Regions from separate parts of the Oryzias latipes genome. Here region 2 is linked to region 1. The links are chromatin contacts, called in public Hi-C maps. All regions are on one chromosome and are shown on one strand. Each heading gives the region's core, a stretch centred on a gene start, on an enhancer-like site or on the middle of the called end of the contact. The rest is flanking DNA. Distances are from core to core; before and after follow the strand shown. Region 1 holds the start of bdnf (brain-derived neurotrophic factor). Region 2 holds the start of LOC101166288 (vesicular glutamate transporter 2.1).

Region 1 (3,832 bases), core at 747-3,246:
TGAGAGCAAGAGATAACCTGCTTCTATTTATAACAGCAGGTACTAGTAACTCATGACGTAGAGCTCCTGTTATCAATATTCATGGAACAAAGATTAAGACAGAGTAATGGTACACAGTCCTGACTGGATCCATCCTGACTTAATAGTCGTCATTACGTCACACGGGGAAAAAAGCTCTCATAGACTCAAAGTTTGAGGTCGCCACTCTGCGTTTTAGTAATGATTTCGGAGACCAGACGGGGCCCAAATGCGATTAGCAGATGGAAACAGGGAAGAATGACGAGTGCAGTGTCAAAACGGCCTCAACAATACTATCTTTTTACTGATTCATTTTGTTCAGTTGTCACAGGCGGACACCGAGTTCATTTTCAAGCTTTTCCTTGGCAGATTGTTGGCACATCTTAAAGGCAGATTGTGTATCACAACAAGTGGCACTGAAACAGACACCAAGGAGAAGAGCTGCTTTGTCTCTATAGCTCTTCTTTCCCCCCTCCAGATTAGTCTTCTTCATGCTCCAGCCCACATTTGTCCGCAAGGTTCAACAAGTTAGCAACACATTTTTGCCCAACCCACACGAACGCCTAAAAGTTCCCCAGGTGGGTTTAAAAGAGGTGAAGCACCTTGGCAGATCGTGGAGCTAAATGCCACGCAGTCACACGCCACTCAGGGGATGAAGGGATTGATCTGTGACCTCCAGCTCGGTATAAGATGTGATGGTGAAGAATGCGGGGGAGGGCATGGATAGTGGAAAAGAGACGAGCATGAGTCAGTAACCGAGTCTGCAAAAGGTGTGGGAGCAGAGGAAGTGTTAACAACATCACAAGTAGGAGCAAGTCAAGTTACCACGTCAGGAAGCAAGAAAGGGCCTGAGAGTAGGATGATGGTAGGAGCCCGAGACGTGATGGGACACATACATCTTGATCATTTAATCATGTGAAGCGAGTGAAGGGACTTGTTCATCCTCTTAATGCTGTCCACGCTGAGCTGGAATGTGTTACCTCTCCTCTTTGCGTGGCTGCCTTTTATTACCAGCCTGTAATGAGTAGCCCCCCTGTGTGAAAAGTCAACAAGTAGGGAGTTCAAGGATGATAAGCTACAGCATGTGTGACTCTGTCCAACACTTGTTGCCTTTAACTCTCACTCAACACCAAGAAAAACTTAGGATTACCATTTAAAAAAAACTAGATTTCTACTAATTTTATCAGATAATGCCATCTTGTGTCTTTTTGACAGAAATGTTAAACTTTTTACAAGTTTCTGCTTTGTTCTAATCCAGTCTGACAAATTAGTAATGTGTCATATTTGTATCAGTTGATTGAATCAATGCATGATGCACCACAGCCAAGGGGACCTCCACTTGGTGCCCCCAGAAACTTTTAGGGAGTTGAGAGAAGTCCTGATTGAAGACATCCTCACCTACAAGTTACAGCAAAAAAGAAGAAAAAACGCACCACCTGCTCTGCGTGATTTCTATAAAATATGACCAAAAAAGGAGCGGGGGGGGGGGGTCCACCAAAATGAGACGTTTCTCTGTAGAAAGTTTGGGATGTTGGAAAAGAGTCCGTCAAATATCACATATTACTCATGTTACTTAGTACATTTGGGGCTTCACTTGACAGCACAGCGCTTCGTCACTGCATAACAATCAGATGGCTGAGTGTTGGCAGTGCAAGTGATGGAATTTTACTGAAAACAGATTTCGCCTTTGAACTTCAAGATATTCCTGATCCAGAGAGTGTCACACCTGCCTTTCCACGCAGCTGTCGGTGTAAGTACGCCTCTTGAGGACGGGGATTAAATTTACCAATTTTTCATTTACATTTTTTTTTGGGAGGGAAATTCTGTGCCGGAGGGGTCAAACAAAAGTATTACGCAGCACTCCCTGCAGATTTGTCAATGTAAGTATGTATGAGAGGCAAACAACTCAACATTAGAGAAAGGGGTGGGGGAGTTGTTTTTTTTTTTTTTTTTTTTTTCTTTCTTTTGCGCAGCAACAAGTTCCTCTGGAAGTTGACATGCACACGCATGGTAGCCATGGATGTTTTTTTTTTCCCTGTGCCGCACTGTCCGCGTTCGAGAGCCACCTTCATGACAAGTTAGTGTGTGCGTAATCGGCCTGTGGCCCCCGCGCCAAGTAGGGAGTTTACGGTCTATAACGCAAACGCCCGAACGTGTCAGAAGTTTTATGTCCGTCACTGTGGATTTAAAAGATTTGAAGCAGCAACGGGGGAACAGTCAGAAGCTTCAACCCCTCCATAAACTTGTGCAGCAGTCCTTTGAATCACGTAAGACCCCTAATGGCGTTGTCCCGGCGAGGGTGTTACGTATATCTGCACGAGCTTTTCTGACATCCACAGCTTGTTGTTGTTTGTCTCAACTGAAGAGCCACCAAGGTGTTGCCTAAGAGAGTTTAAGCACGCCGATATTGCAAAGGGTTATTAGATTCATAAGTCAGCGAAGTGGTGGGCGATCTACTGTGCACAGCAGAAGTTCTCATATGATGACTTCAAACAAGACACATTACCTACCAGCATCTGTTGGAGTGAGTGGATATTAAGACACTTCTGTCTCCAGGACAGCATATGGGGGGGAAAATGGTAAGTAGCGATGAAAACTCGCAGCAGATCAGCAATGATTACAAGTAAAAGAGTCGTGCTCGCTGTTTAGTCTGGCAACGCATCGCTGGAAGGGTTGGACTCCTACTTGACAAACTCGAGAGCCGCGTCTGCTGAGGCTGGTGTTGACAAAGCTTGTGTGAGAGGGGAAAAAAATAATTAAACAACAGATTGTGTGGCATTTCTCTGCTCAGGATATGTCGTTTCATTGAGAGGGGTAAGGACATATTACACTGTGTCTGCGCGCAATGTGTGGCTGTATTGGAGGGCTGCGTGCTCGCATGTTTTATGCATGTATGTTATGATGATTTCTGTTTTATTATTATTATTTTTATTTTTATTTTTTTGCTTAAGCGCGTTGGTCACATTTTAGAATATAAGCCAATTACCCGTGACACTTGTCAAAAGCATGACAGCTCGGAGGAAGAACGGTGCGGAGTAGCAGCAGTTTGAATCTCCAGGCTTTCAAGCGAGCGTGCACTGCTGAACCGGCGTTTGTCGTTTTATCTGGAAGGAAATATCCGACCAATATTTGATCAAATATTAACAGGACAGCTTTGGCACGGGGTGGAAAACACACGTGACAATGGGAAGCAGTAATTCGAGGGGGGGGGGGGGGGGGTAAGACTCAAACAAAAGTAGAGACAGTGTCTTGGCCCCTCATAGTTCACCCTGGCTGTGTTATGCTTTCAGCACGTTGGACAGAGGCACAGGAGTCGTGCATGGACTAAAACGCCGCGTGGACGCCAACTCTCTCTCTTTTCCCAGCCCCCCCCCCCTTTTTTTGCCAAAACCTGGGATTGTTTTTCCAACTTTTGGTAAGCTTATTGTGACAGAGCCTTGGTCTTTCAACGGGAAATCAAACGGGATTTTAGAGAGGTGAAAGAAAAGGCGCAAAAAAAGAGAGGAGGGGAGAAAAGGAAAAGGCGCTTAAAAATAACTCGTTCTCCAAAGCATTTTTTTCTGAAATCCCTTTTTTTGTTCTAAAAAGCACAGAGAAAGTTGAAATGTTAGGGCGTCTGGTCTTTTGCACACCACATTCTCAGTACCTATAAGCCCCCCCACACTGCGTTAAACTTTGGGACATGCAAGTCTTGGTCGCGGAGATCTAACCACGCACATAGTGGTTGTCAGCCCCCTTATAAAGGTAAGAAAACAATTCATTGTTTTCCTGTCATTTCTGTCATTCTTTCGTCTTTACCCGCTTCTGAACTACA
Region 2 (3,832 bases), core at 758-3,257, 330 kb before region 1:
ACTGTTCCGTGTATGTATTTATTAGTAAAGTTATTATTATTACAGTTCATGCAGCATCATGGAATTTGCTTCCCAGGGGGCGGAATGAACCTCATCCAGTGTGGGTCCTTGGGCAAGACCCCTCACTACTGCCTAACTACTGTGTGTAGCTTCAAAGGCGACCCTCTGGGTCTCCCTGTGCCAGTCCCCAGCCCAGAGAAAATACAGGGTTGTGTCAGGAAGGGCATCCAGCGTAAAACTCTGCCAAACCACCTATCCGGATCTGTAAAAGCAGATTCGCTGTGGCGAGCCCTGAAGGGATAGGCCTAAAGATGAACAACAGCATGCAGCATCATGGAAGTCGTGGTGCAGCATTTTTATGTTTGTCCAGGCATTGTTTAATGTTTAAATTTCTGAGTCTTTATAGGCTAAAAATAATTTGGTTTTCTGTTTTTAGAAATGTCTTGCGAAATAAATCGATGTTAATGTATGAGTAGTTTGTCAAATGATGAGGGGGCGATATTCCACCCATCTTCTATGGTTGCTTAATCCTGTGCAGGGCTTTCTTGCAGTGAGGCGACAGTGCTAACCACCATCCCACCATGCAGTATTATGAGATGACACTGTTGTAGATCTAAAAAAACAATGTGGGACTAGGTTGGACATTATTTCAATCCTGGGAACAGGTCTGGAAGTGGTACAAATATATATTCATTTGCATAGCTCCTGTGAATGCACTGATGAAGGGTTAAAACATTTTGTGAACTTAGGTCCTTGTATGTTTGCAGAAAAATTGTCTTGACATTTGTGTGAAAAGTTTAGTTTGCAGAAATCTATTGAAAAATCAATATTAAAATGAGTGAAACAAAATGATAAAAACTGCTTGTTTTGCGTTCGGGATTGGGAGGAAACAGCTGAAATTGCATGAGGTGCACTAAATATTTGAAAGAGCTGCACAGCTTTGCGTAGATAAACAACAGAGGTTAAATCCCTTGCTTTTAAAAATATAGTCTGTAATCACACTAGAATGCTCGGGTCATTTTAATTTTAAAAAAGGCATTTACAACAATTTAATTTCTTTTAAATAATGATTAATTTACCATTCAACTGATGTTTTAAAAACATACACAAGATCAATATTATAATTTATGTGGCTCTAAAAGAAAAACAAAGCAGCCCCTGTCCTTTTATTTTAAACATCAAGTCAGTCAGATGGTTTAACTTTAAAATTCTGATGTTACACAGTTTTTCCTGTCTTTTTGGTGTCACTTCAGGATATCTAGCATATTTTTTCAATTGTATACGATTAAAAATTAAAAGATTTTACTTTTTAGTGATGCAAAAGTCTCTTTATTTATCTCTTTCAACACCACTATGACTAGATCTCTTCTCTTAACAAACTTCCCATCGATGTGATGGTCACTACTTTAAACTGACAGTAAAATATAGTCTTGGTTTTCAAAGGCTTTCCTTTATAAACGTAGTTATGAACCATCATTAGGAGACTGTTAAAAATCTAAACATTAATATAAAAATAGTGCTTCTCAAACGTTATTTACAAAAGTAGATTAATGACAGTAAATTGGAAAAAGTAGATCAAAACTAAATCTTTTTCACAGAAGTCAGTGGATCTTCCACTTTGGCCGCCAGGTGGTGCCCGAGTCCCACGAATGATAAGGAAAGCTTCAAGAGCACAGTTTCATTTTCTTCCTACAGTTTTGCAGGAATTCATGTTGACATCTTTTTGTTATTATTATTATTATTATTATTATTATTTCGATTGGAGCATTTTTTGTTCATGTTTTTGTAGTAAAAAAAACGCTTGTTTGCTTTTTTATTTTTCCTTTTTCATAATCATGATTTTCAAGGAAGACATGTTCAATAAAGTGGAAAAAATAGCTGATGCGCTTAAATTATTGATGGCTTCCAGTGTTGCTGGAAGGAGTAGGAAAGGAAGGGGATGGGAGTGTATGTGTGTGTGTGTGTGTGGGTGGGAGGGGGGGTCCACTTATTTGGTTTCCATAGCACCGCCCTCCAGAGAGCTACAGCTTTCTTCTTTCAGCCCCTGATTGATTCATTTTTTGTAATCTTTATTATACATAATACTAAGATTATTATTTCTTTGTTTTAAGCTGGGTGTTCAAGCAAAAATATGTTTTGTTGAAAGCGTTGTTTTCACGTGGATTTAGCTGCAAACTAAAGATTTTCTTATCTGGTATTATGTAGATCTTTCAACCCAATATTTTTTGAATGTGGTCTCGCGCGCTTGAACTGGGTCCTGCGTGCTCTCAGCAGCTGGACAGATGTTGGTCGCGGCGCTGCTGTCGCTGACCTCGGTGCTGAACGACGTCAGATCAACCTGCGCTCACCACAGGAGACACGAGACAGCCTCACTCCCACTTTGATTTATTCAAGCTACTTCAAACAGAACCTTTACATCCAAATCCGTGACTTCATTGTTTTGACTTTTTTTTTAAATTAATTTCTCCTTTAGTGGTGCTGAGGCTCCCTTTGTGTTTTGGTTTCCAGCTCTGACAGAGTAGACGCTCGCTGTTTCCGTCGTCATGGCACTTGCTGGCGCGGTTACTTTACGCCAGGCGGCAGATGAGCTGGATGAAGGCGCGCACCTCGATTGATTCACCTTTTCTTGTGAGAAGGTGTTTGTGCTTTTTTTTCGGCGGTGAAAATCGTCCTCCTGCGGCTGGATCGCTGCCTCGCTGGGCTGCATTGGTTTTCTAAGTTGGTGTGTTGCTTTGGATAGTCGCTGCAGTCGGCCATCCTGCGCTGTAACATGACGCTGAGGCAGTAAAATAGAGATATACGTTTAGAAAAACAGGCCACCACACAGAAACTGGATATGGAATCCATGAAGACTAAAGCCACGGCGGGGGTCAAGGAATTCGCGGGGAAGACCCTGGGCCATTTGTACAGGTGAGGTACAGCATGATGTGTCCGTTTCTATTTATAAATGACTTATTCAATTCTTTATTTTTATACCGGAATATAGGCATAAGCAGCTCCTCAGGCCGCACAAAAACGTGTTTATAAAAAAAACCAACATGGGTTTGTAGTCACGCCTCTGACTAAGGACAAAATTATGCAATCAGGGGTGCGTGCGTGTGCGCGCGTGAGCAGCGTTTGCAGGGGTTTGCATGCCAACGGAGCCCGCGGTGCAGGGGCCTGAACACGAATCTTATTGGCAGGCAGGTTACACAGGAGGACGCGCGGGTCACGCACGGATTTTTGGGGGGGAATCCATTCACACTTTCTTTAGGTTTTGATGTTAGGACGCACGTGGCCTGCTGCGCCACGACCGACCTTCACGCCGTCTGGCATGTCAGGCTCAAACCACGACTTGCATCGTTTCAATTATGGCCTTGATTTGAGCCCCCTCCCCTCCCCCCATTTTTGATAACATGGTCTGTGGGCTTTATTTTTTTTTTAATTCACAATCTTTTTACGTACATATGGATTGATCTCATGTTTCCAGTATTTTTCTTATGTGTGTATTTCTGCATAAATTCGAGAGCTATGCTTTATTTTTATTATTTCAAATAAATGCCTATGCCATCTTTTTATGCAGGTTTTTGGTTGTTTTTTCTTTATTTCGTTAATCGTCCGAAAAATGCTGCAATTTTTGTTAAACTTTTCATTAAAAACATTTTTTTCTATCTAATTGATTTAAAAAAAAATCTTCATCGGATTACATTGACAAGTAAACACCTTCAAATTGAATAAAGGTGATTTTTGTCTACAGGGGTTAGGCAGAGGGTTTGAGGAAAGCCCGCAGACGGATGTCTGCAGGCTGTAACTCTGTGTTCCTGAATGCTAATGAGATGAGAGGGAAAGTTAG

Evidence for each region. Hi-C and Micro-C count contacts between places; a contact is called where the count stands out from the background.
Region 2: a contact with region 1 is called in a Hi-C map of gastrula embryo, with 2.5 times the contacts expected there. The contact joins the promoter of LOC101166288 here to the promoter of bdnf in region 1. A contact is called at or near these places in 5 of 5 Hi-C or Micro-C datasets (embryo, fibroblasts and gastrula embryo).

Annotation. Positions count from the first base shown.
Region 1 is chr3:17,919,094-17,922,925 of ASM223467v1, reverse strand. bdnf (brain-derived neurotrophic factor) reads left to right here and starts at 1,996. Exons shown (of 2, transcript XM_020713401.2): 1 at 1,996-2,597. The coding sequence starts at 2,583.
Region 2 is chr3:18,249,440-18,253,271 of ASM223467v1, reverse strand. It overlaps LOC101166288 (vesicular glutamate transporter 2.1), which reads left to right and starts at 2,007. Exons shown (of 12, transcript XM_004067032.2): 1 at 2,007-2,910. The coding sequence starts at 2,837. It overlaps LOC101167353 (anoctamin-5), which reads left to right. Exons shown (of 21, transcript XM_011489726.3): 21 at 1-4.